2 separate regions of the Triticum aestivum genome follow, and region 2 is linked to region 1. Evidence: chromatin contacts called from public Hi-C data. All regions are on one chromosome and are shown on one strand. The core of a region is the stretch at or near the end of the contact, and the rest is flanking DNA. Distances in the headings are between cores, read along the strand shown. Region 1 holds the start of LOC123082387 (pre-mRNA-splicing factor 18-like). Region 2 overlaps LOC123087173 (F-box protein At1g55000).

What was found. Hi-C and Micro-C count contacts between places; a contact is called where the count stands out from the background.
Region 2: a Hi-C map of leaf shows a contact between it and region 1, with 4 times the contacts expected there. The contact joins the enhancer-like site here to the promoter of LOC123082387 in region 1. A contact is called at or near these places in 3 of 5 Hi-C or Micro-C datasets (all in leaf).

The regions. Positions count from the first base shown.
Region 1 is chr4A:583,422,692-583,429,812 of IWGSC CS RefSeq v2.1, reverse strand. It overlaps LOC123082387 (pre-mRNA-splicing factor 18-like), which reads right to left and starts at 3,929. Exons shown (of 1, transcript XM_044504728.1): 1 at 2,276-3,929. The coding sequence starts at 3,791. The coding sequence ends at 2,631. LOC123087169 (suppressor of disruption of TFIIS) reads left to right here and starts at 6,523. Exons shown (of 7, transcript XM_044509091.1): 1 at 6,523-6,727; 2 at 6,819-6,982; 3 at 7,098-7,121. The coding sequence starts at 6,679.
Region 2 is chr4A:583,560,380-583,567,500 of IWGSC CS RefSeq v2.1, reverse strand. LOC123087173 (F-box protein At1g55000) reads right to left here. Exons shown (of 2, transcript XM_044509098.1): 2 at 3,798-4,403. The coding sequence ends at 4,029. It also overlaps the pseudogene LOC123087172. Among protein-coding and RNA genes, the nearest start is that of LOC123087173, 4.2 kb to the right of the region's middle. Within about 2 kb of position 2,525, at least 6 of the 8 cell types and tissues checked have an H3K27ac peak or open chromatin away from gene starts, as enhancers often do. A contact at or near this core is called in leaf, where this site is marked.

The sequences.
Region 1 (7,121 bases), core at 2,680-5,179:
TTAAACCCTCTAAGTGAACTTGGAAAAATTGCAAAACGGTGGGCAAAGAACCATTGTGGTGACAATTTTTTTGAACATAAGGTACTTCAGACATAAGTTGTATTATTATATAGATGACATAACATGATTAAACCATGATTAGAGAGATCTCACATCACGAAAACCAAAATGTCCATAGGCCATTTTATCAAGAAAAATATGTATAGTCGTATTGTTCTGTAAGTAATTTAGTATCTAAATTATGAAGGTTGTATACAACTATGTACATGAAAGAAAAGAAATATACGAAAACATATCTCCAAGGAAACCATTAGCCACCACACGTATGAGAAAAATACATGAATGTACAATCATTATATATTCAGTCTAAACTCATCACAAAGTTCGGACACGAAGGAAGAACAAGATCCCAAAGAGACCATGGGTATTTATTCCACGCATCGAAGTACTTCGCCGTTCAATCTTGTAGCTCGGCAACCATCCCGCCAATGATTAAATCACCCAGGTTAAGATGCAAACAACCGACATGGTTAAAGAGTGGGAAAATAAGCCTGATCCTGCACGTCTAAAACTATATAGATACATAAAACAACACCATTTTATGATCAAGTGCACAAAATCCATTAGAGTTTACAGTTTTTGAAGCTGCAGATATATCTTGCTTCAGTCATGGTTGTTTCTTGCTAGCCTATGTATCCATCCATTAGTTTGCTATCCTGTGTGAACTCTTTGGGAATTGGTGATGGAAATAATAAGCAATGCACAAATTGTTACATGTCTTGTGCGTCAATTACCAATTGACCCTTTATGTTCTTATACCCATTGCTCTTATGCCCTCTCTTCTTCCTCTTCCTAGCTTGCTTTTGGGATATCACATCGAATTTGTGCACCTATATTTTGTTTTTACGCTAAAGCAACCAAGCAAGCCAAAAAGAAAAGGAAGGAGTTCTTGAGAACAATAGGAATAGGAGGCATCAGGAAATACCAAATAGAATTCTCACCTCCAACACTAGAGGTGAAAACAAAGCATTTAGACTTTTCTCCATGTTCCCAATCCCACTGCTCTCAAGCTCTCTTTTCTTCCTCTTCTTGACTAGCCTTCAAGATCTCAGATTGTCTAAGTATGTGCACACATATTTATGGGTTATACATTAATTTTTTGCTCAAGCGAAAGAGGAGAGGAAGGAGTGCTCAAGAACCATAGAAATGGAAGACATCAGGAAAGCACAAAACTAAATATTTGCACCTCCAACATGAGAAGTGAAAACAAAAAGGTTTAGCTTTCCTCCATGTTTCCATTCCTAGTGCTCTTGTGCTCTTTCTTCCTCTTCCCCACTTACTCTCGGAGCCTACAAAATCTAAAGAAAAAAAGTATCAGACAACAAGCTTGAATTGTTGGACGAAGTGTTACAACTTTGATGTATAAATAGATGTGTTGTGCACTATGTTGAGAACCACATGAGAATCAAGTAATGAAGACAAGCAATGCATCTAATATCACTATAGAGTTAATGATAATGGGGCCCATCGTCACGTATTGTACAAAGCATGTGCATGGAGATCTCTCTTGCAGCTTACTTTCTTCACAGTTAATATATCTCTTGCGAAGATGGTTGCGTTAGGAAACATCAACAAACGGAAGTATCACTTGGAGATGTCGCCCTCCAGACAGCAATTTCTTACACGACACCTCCCTCGTATGAATGTTGTTTATCACATTCACAAGAACATCAATGGCATAGCTCACAATTGTGCTCGTCAGGTTCTCAATTCAAGGATAGAACCTCTCTTCACCCATTTTTCTCAAGGCAATTCTTCCTGCCCTTCTAATGTTTTGTCTTCATAACTTTGAAGTGGAGGATTTGTAATACACGTTGTACTTTGCTTTTGAGGTGAATGAAAATTTGGTGCTCAATGACACCTTCCTTGTGTTAAAAAAAGTGGAAGCTTGGAAGCATTCGTGAATATAGTGACCCAAAGCTCATCCTTCATGCACGCATTTTCCCCGTGTTTTTCAAAAGCAGCTCACCGAGATGCTGAAATTCAAGTACGAGCCCCCTATGAATTGTAAATCAGAAAAAGTAGGTACGGAAGAAAAATAACTTCTTTTTTACAATTAGCATATTTGTTTTAAATTTTAGCGAAGAAAAGATGTGTGATGGTACGGACAAAAAAGAAAAAAAAATGGTGCTAAAAAAGCCATTTAAGAGCACACGTTTTTACCTTTCTTTGCACAGATTGCCACATGACTATTCTCGACGAAAATTTACATGCAGTCAGAACTTGCTCAAATTTATTCAATTTCACATCTTAAAATGAATTCTCGGACGAACTTAAAACGAATTTACAGTTTCACAGTACCTGTGATTTTGTTTCTTCGAGGAACAGTCCAAGAAGGAACAGAGTGCTGCTACGTTCAACACACTAGCAATCATCATCACACTCCCAACTTTTTTATCACGTCTAGAACAAAATAATGAACATACATACGGTCATCAGGATGGCTTTAGGCCTTGATCATCACAGCCAGATCTTTATCAGCCAACAAGAAAGCCAGAGAACAATTTTCGTCAAATGGCAGTAAAGTTTTGAGCTTCTAAAATGCAGAGATTGGCGATGGTGATTCGTCGTCAGGAGGCAGCCACCAGCCGGAGCGTCTCCTCCGGTTGGTTCTCGGCGCTCTTCTCGGCGAGGAGGAGGGAGTGCAGGTCGCTGCCGTTGGCGAGGCTGTTGAACTCGACCGACCTGGAGGGGTCCGTGGGGTACCTCCGCTGGCAGAAGGTCATGAGCCGCTTCACCGACTGCAGGTACTTCCGCGTCGTCTCGTCGTTCATCACGTGGGCGACGCCGTTGGCGTGGATCTTCTCCCGGGCCGACCGCTCGTGGATGCCCACCATGGTCACCCCGATCGGCCACGGCGAGTTGCCGATCGCCAGCCTGATGTAGCTGTCCGTCGCCGCCAGGTAGTCCCGCCGCGCGCAGCACCGCACCACGTCCAGCAGCGCGCGCCGGACGTCGCCGGGGAGGGCCTTCTTCCTGCACAGCCTGAAGAGCGGCTCCAGGTAGCGCGCGCACTGCTTGCAGGTGGCCACCGCCGCCTTGCCCCTGGCCGTGCGCCGCTCCGCGTCCGGCGTCTCGTCCAGCTCCTGGCCCCACTCGCTCAGCAGCCGCTTGAAGAAGGCCACGATCTTGTCCTCGTCGCAGAGCTCGTCGAACGGCGCCTCCTCCTTCTCTTTCTCGCCGTCGCCGTCGCTCCTGTCGGCCGCGCCGGCCTTGGGCTTGGACGCCACGGCCGCGGCCCTGGCGCGCGGGGCCTGGAAGTCGCGGAGGAAGTCGTTGGTCTGGCCCTCCCCGATCTCCGCGGCGTCCACGCCCGCGACCGCGGCGGGGTCCTCGAGCGCGTCGTGGAGGCGGCGGAGGCGCGCGGCGTCGTCCTCGCCGAAGAGCGTGGCCGGCTGGCGCAGCAGGCGCAGGCGCCGGATCACCTCCTCCCTCGGGAGCGACGACGACTCCCGCGAACCTTCCGCGCGGTCGTTGCACGCCTTCGCCACGTTGGCGACGGCGGCTGGAGGCAACGCGGGCATCGAGGAGGAGGAAGACGACGCGGGGGCGGGGCGGGACCGGAGCTCCTCCTCCTCCTTCTTCTTCTGGATGAGGCGCTCCCGCTCGGCGACGCGGAGGCGCTGGATCTCGAGCGCCTCGATCTCGGCGCGGCGGAGCACCTTGCGGCCGCCGAAGTCGGCGTCCAGCTGCCGGCGCTTGAGCTGCAGCTCGCGCTTCAGGACGTCCATGGCAATGGCTCGATCGATCTGGATGGTTCTCCCGGAGGCTGCGGCTGCGATGGATCGGAGCGTGGCGCCGTCGGCTTTTGAGATTTCCGGGAGCGGGGCCTGGAAGGTTCGTGATCTCGCGCTCTGGATCGGTGGTGGTGCCGGAGAAGGAATCGGAGGAGCGAGCGAACCGGCGCGAACCTTCTCGAGCCTTTGAACCTACGACGCGGAAGGCCGACGCAACTCTCGGCCCGCTACAACAAGCCCAGACAGCACAAGGCGCGAGGCCCAGCTAGCAGCAGCCCGGCGAGGCGACGCGAAGCCCAGGGGGCTAGCGACAGAAGTGCTATAGCGAAAATACATAACATGGTTGAAAAAGTTCCATTGGCGCCAATGTGGATGAATAGCAAGATCAAAAAAGAAGACTTAAATTTTGGGTATTAAATCTGGTCGATCGTTCTACTCATATGTGAAGTTTCGTGAAAGAATGACGCACACAGTATTATTTAGGCCGATTTTAATCATTAAATAAAAATAAACTACATTAGGTCCGAAAAATTGAACCATACACGGATAAAAGACATGTCTAATACAACAAAATAATGCATCAGATCTATTTGAACTCGTTGACAGTAGCTACATGTTTTACATTTTGTACTTTTCAACAAGGCTCAAAGGAAAAGGCCACGACAAACTAAGCTTGTACAAACTTAACTAACCTCACACCATATGAGACGTGTGAGCTTTATTGCGTATGATATCGCCTCCATCGTCGAGACAATGCCACCATGAACGCAAAAAACTATTATCAAGAAAAAGTTTAGGATACCATCCAACATTAATACATGGTTTCCCTCTTCCCGTGCCAAAGTGGCCATCAGATAGACGAGAAACCGGCGGGAACACAAACGAAAAAACGTTGCTAATGTCTCTCTCATGGCTAGGGGCTCTGTCTCACAATATTCCCTCTAGATACAACTCATCAAAATTTCCCATTTCAACTTAGTTGATATGGAAGTTGCATGCCTCCTCGTAGTTTTTAATTTTTTCAAGCAAATGCCCTCTCGTAGTTGATTGCACACAAAAATGCCCTATAGACACATGGGCTTCCTCTTCTTCCTTCTCCTCTCTCCCTCACTAAGCTTTCTACCCCTATGTGCTAATCCCTCGAATAACATCAATTGATTCCTTAAAATTCACTATGAGCCCCATTGCCCCTATCTCGCTCCATAAGTTCGAGCAGACAACTCGAATAGTGCTTGGATGGGATGAAGAAAGAAAAATGGCCAGCGTTAATGCGGAGCGACCGCACTAGAGCGGCATGAATGCGGGGCAACCGCATCGGGCGTGAAAGGGCATGCGCAAGGGAGAGGGTTCATGCAAAGCCCCCTCCCCCAGTTTGCTTCCGGTTTGCGGGAGAAAGAACGTCTGGACTGGCTAGTGGACAAATACAGGACTGCAATGGATTTGAAAACACATTCGGACTGCACGGATTGGACGGCTGCGGACGATTTGAGGGTCCGTGTTCGAGATGCCCTAAGCATCTATGATAGTACCGTGTTTAAAAGAAAACATTTAGATCCAGCCGACCGGCCAAAACTTTGACCCATTGCCGGTTCGTTCTCATCTCCTCCTTCTCCTTCCACCTCCATGTGCTCCCCGTCGTTTCCCCGCTACCACGCGATCCCTCCCTTCTGTTGTTCTATTCCCACTGCTCAGGGCGTCGGCAACGACTACATCTGTTACAAGCGATGGAACCGAGGGTGGCCGAGCTGCAAACGTAAGCTGGCGAGCTACAACCGGCTGGGGCATGCTGCAACCAGCAACCGAGTTGTTACTACCTCGACTGGCAAGTGCGGCGGCAGAGCACACGGATGCTTCGACCGTTGGGGAGGGAGCTGCAAGCGTGTACTGGTTCTGGTGGAACATGTGACCGCGATGAGCTGCGGGGCCATCACGGCAAGTTGGACTGGAAGGGTGGGGGTGCTGCAAGCACGGACCTGGTTTGCCGGGACCGACAAGGCATTTTGCTGGAACCAGTACCAATGCTCTGCCCGAAGTTCGTTGTTGCTGGACGAGCGAATTTTTGCCACAACCATATCCTTTTTTTGCCGACGAGCATTAGCGGCGAGAGTTGATAGCGAGAACGGTGGCGACTGTCGACGGCAAGGGCAAACTGGGGAGGGGTGGACGCGGCAGCAGGGGCAGCCGCCATGAACCCGCAGCGTGTTTTTCTCAGATCTGATGCGCTGGCAGGGTGAGAAGCGATGGGATGGGCGCATCCGACGGCCGGCCGACTTGCGCCTAGTACCGGCCTAAAAAAAATACAAAGCGGCACGGAAAGCAGCTCTGCGCCAAGACCTGTGAATCAACCTGTGGTTGGATGGTCAGGTGAACAGTGGCGTCCCAGTCCACCAGGGTTCCCGTCGATGCGTGTTCAATGGAAGGAGACGTTCCCGTCGTCTTCGTCAGTCTCAAAATGACACGCCGACTTAATCTTTCGACGGTGCTCATAAAGATAGCGTGTGCGTGCATGTTCTTAAAAGAAAGTGCTCTGCGCCAAGAGCGACCGACCGCCGTCCCGGACACGGATCACGGGGACGCGTCCACCTATTAAAACGTCCACCGCGCGGACGCGAGGAACACGAGCCGCTTCACGGAACCCAACCGAGTGGACCGGAATCGGACGCCAACTCACGCACTGACGCATATGTATGCGTGTGTGCGCACCCAAGTTCCCTGTCATCCACTCCCCACCTGCTCGCCCTCCATCTATTTAAACTCCCCGACCCTCCCCCCACCTTCCCTCGCTCGCTCCTCTCTCGCCCTGCACTTCGGCATCCTGACTCCTCTGCTCCCCTGCTCCACCGCCGATCGCCTCCTGCTCCTCGCGGCTAGCTCTCCGGCCATGGCCTTCCAGTCCCCCGTCGGCTCCCCCTTCGACTGCCTCCTCATAGGTACGTAACTAAACATGTGCAATTCGCTTGAGCCGACGATCAAATCACCGTCATCTGACAAATTCCTCTGCTCCGTGCGTGGACCGAGCAGACCTCGACGACACGCTGTACCCGGGCAACACCGGCATTGGGCCAGCGCTGAGGCGCAACATCGACGAGTTCCTCGTCGCCAGGTTCGGCCTCGCCGCCGACAAGGCCGCCGCGCTCCGCGCCGACCTCTTCCGCTCCCACGGCAGCACCCTCGCCGGCCTCGTCGTACGTTTTGTTTGTTCAAACTCAGACTCGAACGCACACTCCAACTTCACCTTTTCTTTCTCTTTTCTGGTTTTCTTACGTGTCTGCGTCTTCCGCTCTTTGTCAACTTGCGCAGGCGCTCGGCCACGACGTGCACCCG
Region 2 (7,121 bases), core at 1,276-3,775, 140 kb before region 1:
GCGGTAGTGCGGGCTCAGCAGCTTGTGCACCGGGTGCGTCACGCTGAGGTGCCGGTTCGTCGAGATCACGAACGGCTCCATCACCGCGTGAGTGTTCAGCCTGCATGCACGTTCCAATCGTATTACATCAGGTGTCTTGGATATGGATGTATCTAGAACTAAAATATGTCTTGATACGTATATTTCCGCGACAAGTAATTCCGAATGGAGGGAGTACTCGTCACTGATTTAATGAGACTTTGTACTAAATCAACGACAGATAATATGGTGCAACAGTTTTCCTCACCTACCAGCGTGCCACGGTGCCAGTTTCATTCAATCTTGTGCTGCACCTAGCCATACTATCTTTTCTACCAACACGGAATAAATTCTGCACCCACTAAATATATTTTATCTCAAAGAAGACTTAATGACCATGAATGACGAAGCCGGCCGGTGAAAAGGAAAGGAGAGGAGAGGCAAAAGGATCACTCACGTCGTTGGCGAAGAAGACGCGGCTGTAGGTGTAGCTGGCGGCGGGGTAGACCCAGGAGTTGGCGACGAAGGAGAGGCTGCCGCGGCCGGGGACGTCGTGGAGGGTGACGGTCTTGAGCAGGAACTCGGAGCTGTGGTAGTTGTTGACGATGATGGCGCCCGGCACCCCGAGCTTCTCCACCTCCCAGTCGAAGGTGAGGCCAAACTTGGACTCCCCCGTCGTCAGCGACGGCAGGCTCGTCACCCACTGCTCCAGCTCCGCCTCCGCGCCCGCCGTTGTCTGCACGCACGTATTATCATTATCAGATTCTCACATGCTTAGTTCATCACTCTGCCGCCCGGCTATTACTACTGATCTTACTTTACTTTGATTATTGAGAGAGATATTAGTTTACTCCTACTTCTCCGTTCAACGCTACTCCCTCTGTAAATTAATATAAGAGCGTTTAGAACACTACTTTAGTAATCTAAACGCTCTTATATTAGTTTACGGAGGGAGTACTATTTGTTGGAAGGGAGAGAGGAGGATTGGTGGAATAGTTTTTTGTATTGCTTGAGTCTCGTGGGCATATATATAGGAGTACATGATCTACTTGGAGTACAAGGCAAGCCGAAATATTTCCTAGTCTAACCTATGTTTCCTAATACAATCACGTTACTCAACATCCCCCCGCAGTCACAACGGTAGCGACGCAGACGGTGAGACTGGAGAAGAATCCGAAGGCAAGCCGACGGACGCCCCCTCACAGTCGTAACAGTCGACGCATCGCGGAGTCGTGGCTGGAGTGGCAACCGACGAGGTTGCTCAAGCAAGGCGATAGCCCTTTGTGCCGTTTGTCGAGGTAGCCGAGAGCGTGGGTGGTGGAGCCCTTTGTGCCGTTTGTCGAGGTAACGCGAGGTGGTGAATATATTGTTACCTACTCCCTTCGTCTCAAAATTCTTGTCTTAAATTTATTTAGATACGGTTATATCAAGTCACATTTTAGTATTAGATACATCTCTATCTAGACAAATCTAAGACAAAAATTTTGAAATGGAGGGAGTACATAGCAAAACATAGTACATTCATGTAAGTTAAAAGTAAACATAATTTATTGTGGAAAACATCGTTAATTATTTTTGTAGTTATAGTATATGCTTGTACTAACGAAATCTAATAGGTAATGTATTTTAAACCGAGTTCAAATCAGTCACGGTATGTGGTACTGTACTAATCAATCGTGGTCTCTCGGTACGAAGGTGTGTGAATGATTGAATGGTCCCTTTCATAAATCGCCAAAAAGATCTCCTATTCACCATCTAGTAGACGCTAATTAAAGTGCAATAAGCGCTCCTTTGACCTAGCCAACCGCCCCTCCAAAAAGCTAGGGTACTCTGCCTCCCGCCGGCGCCGGCACCGGTCCGTCCCGTCTTCGGTGGCCTTAGGACCATGAAGGCGGAGTGATCTCGCCCCTTGCCGGTGGGAGGGCTTTGTTTTTAGATCTTTTTTCGATCTTTGTTAGGATTTGCGTCCTACTCAGGAAGGCGAGACGGCGGCGGCTCCCTGAAGATGGAATAAAGGTCTCCCCGCCTAGCCCCCGTTCCGGTGATGTGTTCAGCATCATCGGTGGGCGTGTGGAGTTGTGTCTCCGACTGATATGTGCTTGGTGGATTTGCTTGGATCTGTTTGTCGTTCGTCTTCGTTCGTATGTCTTCAGGCTGGATCCTTTTAATCTACACTCTTCATCTGCGGCGGTTGCTGTTCTGGTGCGTTGGTTCTATGAAGCCTTAGCACGACGACTTCCCGACTGTCTACTACAACAAGGTTTGCCCGGCTCCGATGAGGGAGGGGCGATGGCAGCGGCGCGCCTTCGGCTCGCTTCAGTGTTTGTAGTCGTCGCTAGGTGGTCTACAGACCTGAACGTAATTTTTATTATTTCTAGTATTAATTGTACTACCATGATTGAAGATGAATAGATTGGAAATTTTCCCTGCAAAAAAAAAAATTAAAGTGCAATAAGCAGCGAGCATACAGTGCACGCATCTACGTCGTCGATCGAAACACCGCCGTGGGCCGTCACGGTATGTTCTGCCCGCATGCGTGGGCCTGCCTTACTTACACTGTGGTGGGTAGCTGGTTTCGCTTGTAACCTCGCGGCCCAATAAATGTGAAAGAACCTAGTCGATGAATACGTACAATGCGCATGCATGTCGCATTATGTAAACCCGTCGATTGTCTAGAAAAATGTAAACCCGTCGAACAATTTTTCCCTGACTTGTTTTTTTTTGGTGAAGTTTCCCCTAACTCGTGTGACCAGGAATTATAGAACAGCATGTGTGGTACAGTGGTAGTTTTAGTGATTAGTGAAAATCAAGACAAACGAGCAAGAGGCTAAAAGGTGTGCAAAATCATAGTGTGATAGTGAACCAAATATTGAACTAGTGTAGCCGAAAATTATTGTGTGACAGTGAAGCAAATATTGAATTAGTATTGGGTGTGACTGATAAAGAGTAAACACATCTCTACTCTTATAAAAAATAGAGTTGATGATGATGGCGTGCATGCCATCCTGCAATATAGGCCGTTCGATTTATATCTGACGGATAGGAAGGAAACCATGACAATTTTATAAAAAGATATCCGCACTCCTCTTCACATTTGCATATAAGGCCTTCCCTCGCTTATCCTTATCTCCCACAAGACAAACTTATCATATAAAATGCATCTTGATGTTCCGTGCAACGCACGGGCATCTTGCTAGTTTAGTGAAAATAATACTGAAACATGTTGTCAATTACATGGTTCTCGGCTGCACCCTTGTTAAGAGCATCTCCAACAGAAGCGCTATATAAGCGACGCGGGGTATAAAAACTGCTTTTAGCGCGCACGGACCCGATTTGGAGTCTCTAGCAGCCGCACAAAAAACACGCGTAAGCTATAACTAATGCAGCGCGCGCATTAAAAAGGCATCGCGCGCAGCATATTTAGTGCATCCAGTAGCGCGCGCTGCAAACTCTGGGCTGCTGTAGATGGGACCGCTTGATTGGGACCGCTGGACTCGCGCGCGCAGCATATTTTGCATCGCTTGTTGGAGCAAACGTCTTCTAGCGCTTTAAAAAGAACTACTTACGCGTTGTAAACCCGTTTTTTGGGCGGCTGTTGGAGATGCTCTAAGATATTAGCTCTGGCAACTACATTGAGTTTTCCTTCTTCCAATTTTACTGGGATACGACAAGTTGTCCTTCACTGCTTCCCCGATTTAAAAAGTTGGAAATTGTAGGTGGAAGATACAGTTTTGAGTTAAGTAAAACTTTGGTCACAGAATGAGTGAGGACAAGAACGATTCGAGCTGATGAATGTTCCTTTTCAAGTGCAAATGCTATACAGTAGTTGCTACAATTATCCCCTTTCAAGTTTACCTTACACAGGTCCACAGTTCCACATTACTATATTACACATGGGAGAGGGGCAACCCAGTAATGGTTCAAGCAGACAAGTACGTAGAGATCATCAAATGATATGTATACTCACCTATACACCAATACCCTTGTATATACTTCCCACTGGCCTGCATCTAATGGCCCGCTTGTCGCTGCTCCCACCTAAGGTCCTCCGAGAACTCCATCATAGCAGCTCTCGGATCGCCACCTGTGACGGACAGGTAGTACTCGGCAGTTCCGTCATCCACATGCAAGCTTCGCCTCACCGACTCGAGAATCCGTTTGCTTTGCCTTTTTGCAGCTGCAGCGTTTGCCACGGATTCTGCGTTTCTATTCGGGTGGCCCTCGGGATAAAAGACGGCGACCTCTCTCTTTGAGTTGTGATCCATCTCAATGTAGCATGTGCTCCCCAGAAGGATTTCTGGATCACTGATTGGTATCAGAAGCCTCTCCCTCGAGTAGATACCGTGGTCACTCATCATGTTGTTGAACCGTTTGATATCGGTCACCTGCTTGAAGTTCACATGATATCAGATACGGTTTGACGAAGAACAGAGAAGGTTTGCTCACACAAGCACAGTACAGCTGCATATCTTTCTGAAACAGTGGAAATATTTGCCTGGAATGGTACAAATTACCGGCATTCAGCCACTGACAAATGGAGTAGCTGAGCATACCAATTGTTTTCAAATTTAAGTTGCATAGACAGCTTTGTCAATAACAGTAGTCCAAAAAGTCTGAACATGTGTGTGGTCAATGTTTCAGATTAGGACTGTGCTAACGACCAGTCCGCACGACTAGTTCCTACGCGTAATATGAGAAGAAAATGGAAGTGCTTGAAATAGGATTTGAACCCAGGTCTATGCAATAGTGGTTGAGCCTAATGACCAACTAAACCAACATTTGTTGTTGTCTATTGTAGACAAACAATGTTATCTGAACCTTTCTTATTTCTGCCATATCAGAAAAAATAAAGTTTGGCTTGGTAACTTTGGCATGACCAGCGTGATTACTATGGTATGAGCAACATGATAAGGCTGGTAACTACAGTACGAGAAGGTTAAGGCATGGGGAAGTATGGCAATTTAACACGGGAATTACTGGTGAAAATGTTTCAAAAACTGTTCCCCCTTGGATGAAAGATAACATGGTGTTTAAAACGTAAGATATTAGTTATCAAGTCTGTGATATCATGCTTTTTACACAGAAATTCCCGGGTGTATGTTTTTCAACAAATAAATCTGGTCAAAAATTACAGTGGCGTTTCTATGGGAGTTATCAACTTTGTATGTGTCTGTTACCATGCTATTTACATAGAAATTACCGGGGTTGCCCCCCCCTCCCTCGCCACAGTCGCCACATTTACCAGGATCGGGTACATAAGTTATTAGGTCTACCATGTATGAGTTATCATGTTTTTTGCACAGAAGTTATCGTGGCATGTTTCAGCGACTTGCCCCACCCCCACCCTCGCTGATCAAGTTATCAGGACCGGGGTACATAAGTTATTTGGTCTGCCATGTTTGAGATATCATGTTATTTGCACAGAAGTTACCGTGGTATGTTCCAACGACTCCCCCCACCCCCACCCTCGCCGAAGTTATCGACAAAGTTTCTAGGACCGGGGCACATAAGTTATCGGGTCTATGAAATGTGACTTACCATGTTGTTCACACGAAAGTTACCGGAGGATATTTCATCACCCCCCCCCGGGGGGGGGGGGGGGGGGGGTCGGTAAAGTTAGCAGGAACCGGGTACATAAGTTAGCAAGTCTGTGATGTGTGAGTTACCGCTATTCACAGAAAACACACCCGGGGGGGGGGGGTTATATTTCATCAACTCTTTCTCCATTCTTTCCAAAGTTAACATGGCGTTCGTATGTACATGAGTTATCGAGAGTATGTTTAGAGCAAAAAAAAAATCTAGGGTCACAATTACCACGTTGTTCAATAAATTACCGGATGTATGCTTTTCAACAACTTTTTTTCCCGGGTCAAGAAAGTTATCGTGTCTAGGCTCGGTAACTTATCAGGTCTGCTATATGTATATACCAAGTTATTTACACATGAGTTACCGAAGGTGTTTTCCAACAAAAAAATAGCAGGCTCAAAAAGTTACCATGTTTCAGCTAATTAAGTTACCAGCTAAGCGCTGTGTATATTACCATGCTCGGGATAGATGGCAAGAACCACTAAATTTGGAGCAAATCTCGCCCAACCCAGCAAATTACGATTTCATTTTGTCGAACTAGTTAACTCAACTAGAAACATGTAAAACCAAGACAAACAACATTAGTTAGCGGGTTGGTCTGTGCGTGCTGAAACTTTCAAGGGGTTGTGGGCTCGAGTCCTAGTACTCGCAAATTATTTATTTTTCATTTTTCCATCGAAACCAGCATCCACCAGAAACGGGATAAGTGGGAGGTGGAGATCACGGGCGGGATAAGCGGGATGTGGGAGATCACGTGATTAGCGGGAAACAGTGGACGCAAGAAAGAACAGATCGGAAGGCGCGGTCAATCGTAGGATTCAGATCCAACGGCGCGCGATTCGTGCGGATCTGTTGCAAACTGACAGTCGGCAGGAATTTAGCATTCTCGTTCAGATTAACTCTATATCAGCAACATTGAAGATAAAAAGGGTTATTAGCTGAAGGTGCATGGGCACTCTACAGCCTTGCCTTACTATCAATTGTGGCAACATTATGGAAACCAAACCTCGAGAGCTAGCTCAATTACTTTGAGACCTAACAAAGTAAGCCACTGCAGCCTTACTATCGATTGGAACATTCAACATTTTAACTGATACAACCGAGCAATGAGTATTGACAGAATTCGGGAAGAAGTGTATCTGTTCTATCACCAAACGTTGTATCATGAGCATTATCAGATAGCCAACAATTAAAACATGATGAGTTATGCTAATGACAACGGTGGTGAGTTCTGCGACAGTGAGAATGTTGATTGTTTTTCATGATCAGAAATTATTGTAGTGACTTGCAACTTTTGCTTATTTTACATTAGATAGACTATCTGTTAGACAATCACTCATGACTTCCATAGTTGTAATTCAAGTTCCAGGAACCCCATCCTGTGATAAGAACTAAGAAGGCATAGTCTCGCATCATACATCTTGCGATATTATAGGATTTGATACTACTAGCACGGAATCTGCCAAGTTCAGTATGGGTTGGTGTTGCCTCATCAGGCACCAAAGCAGTACAAGGTA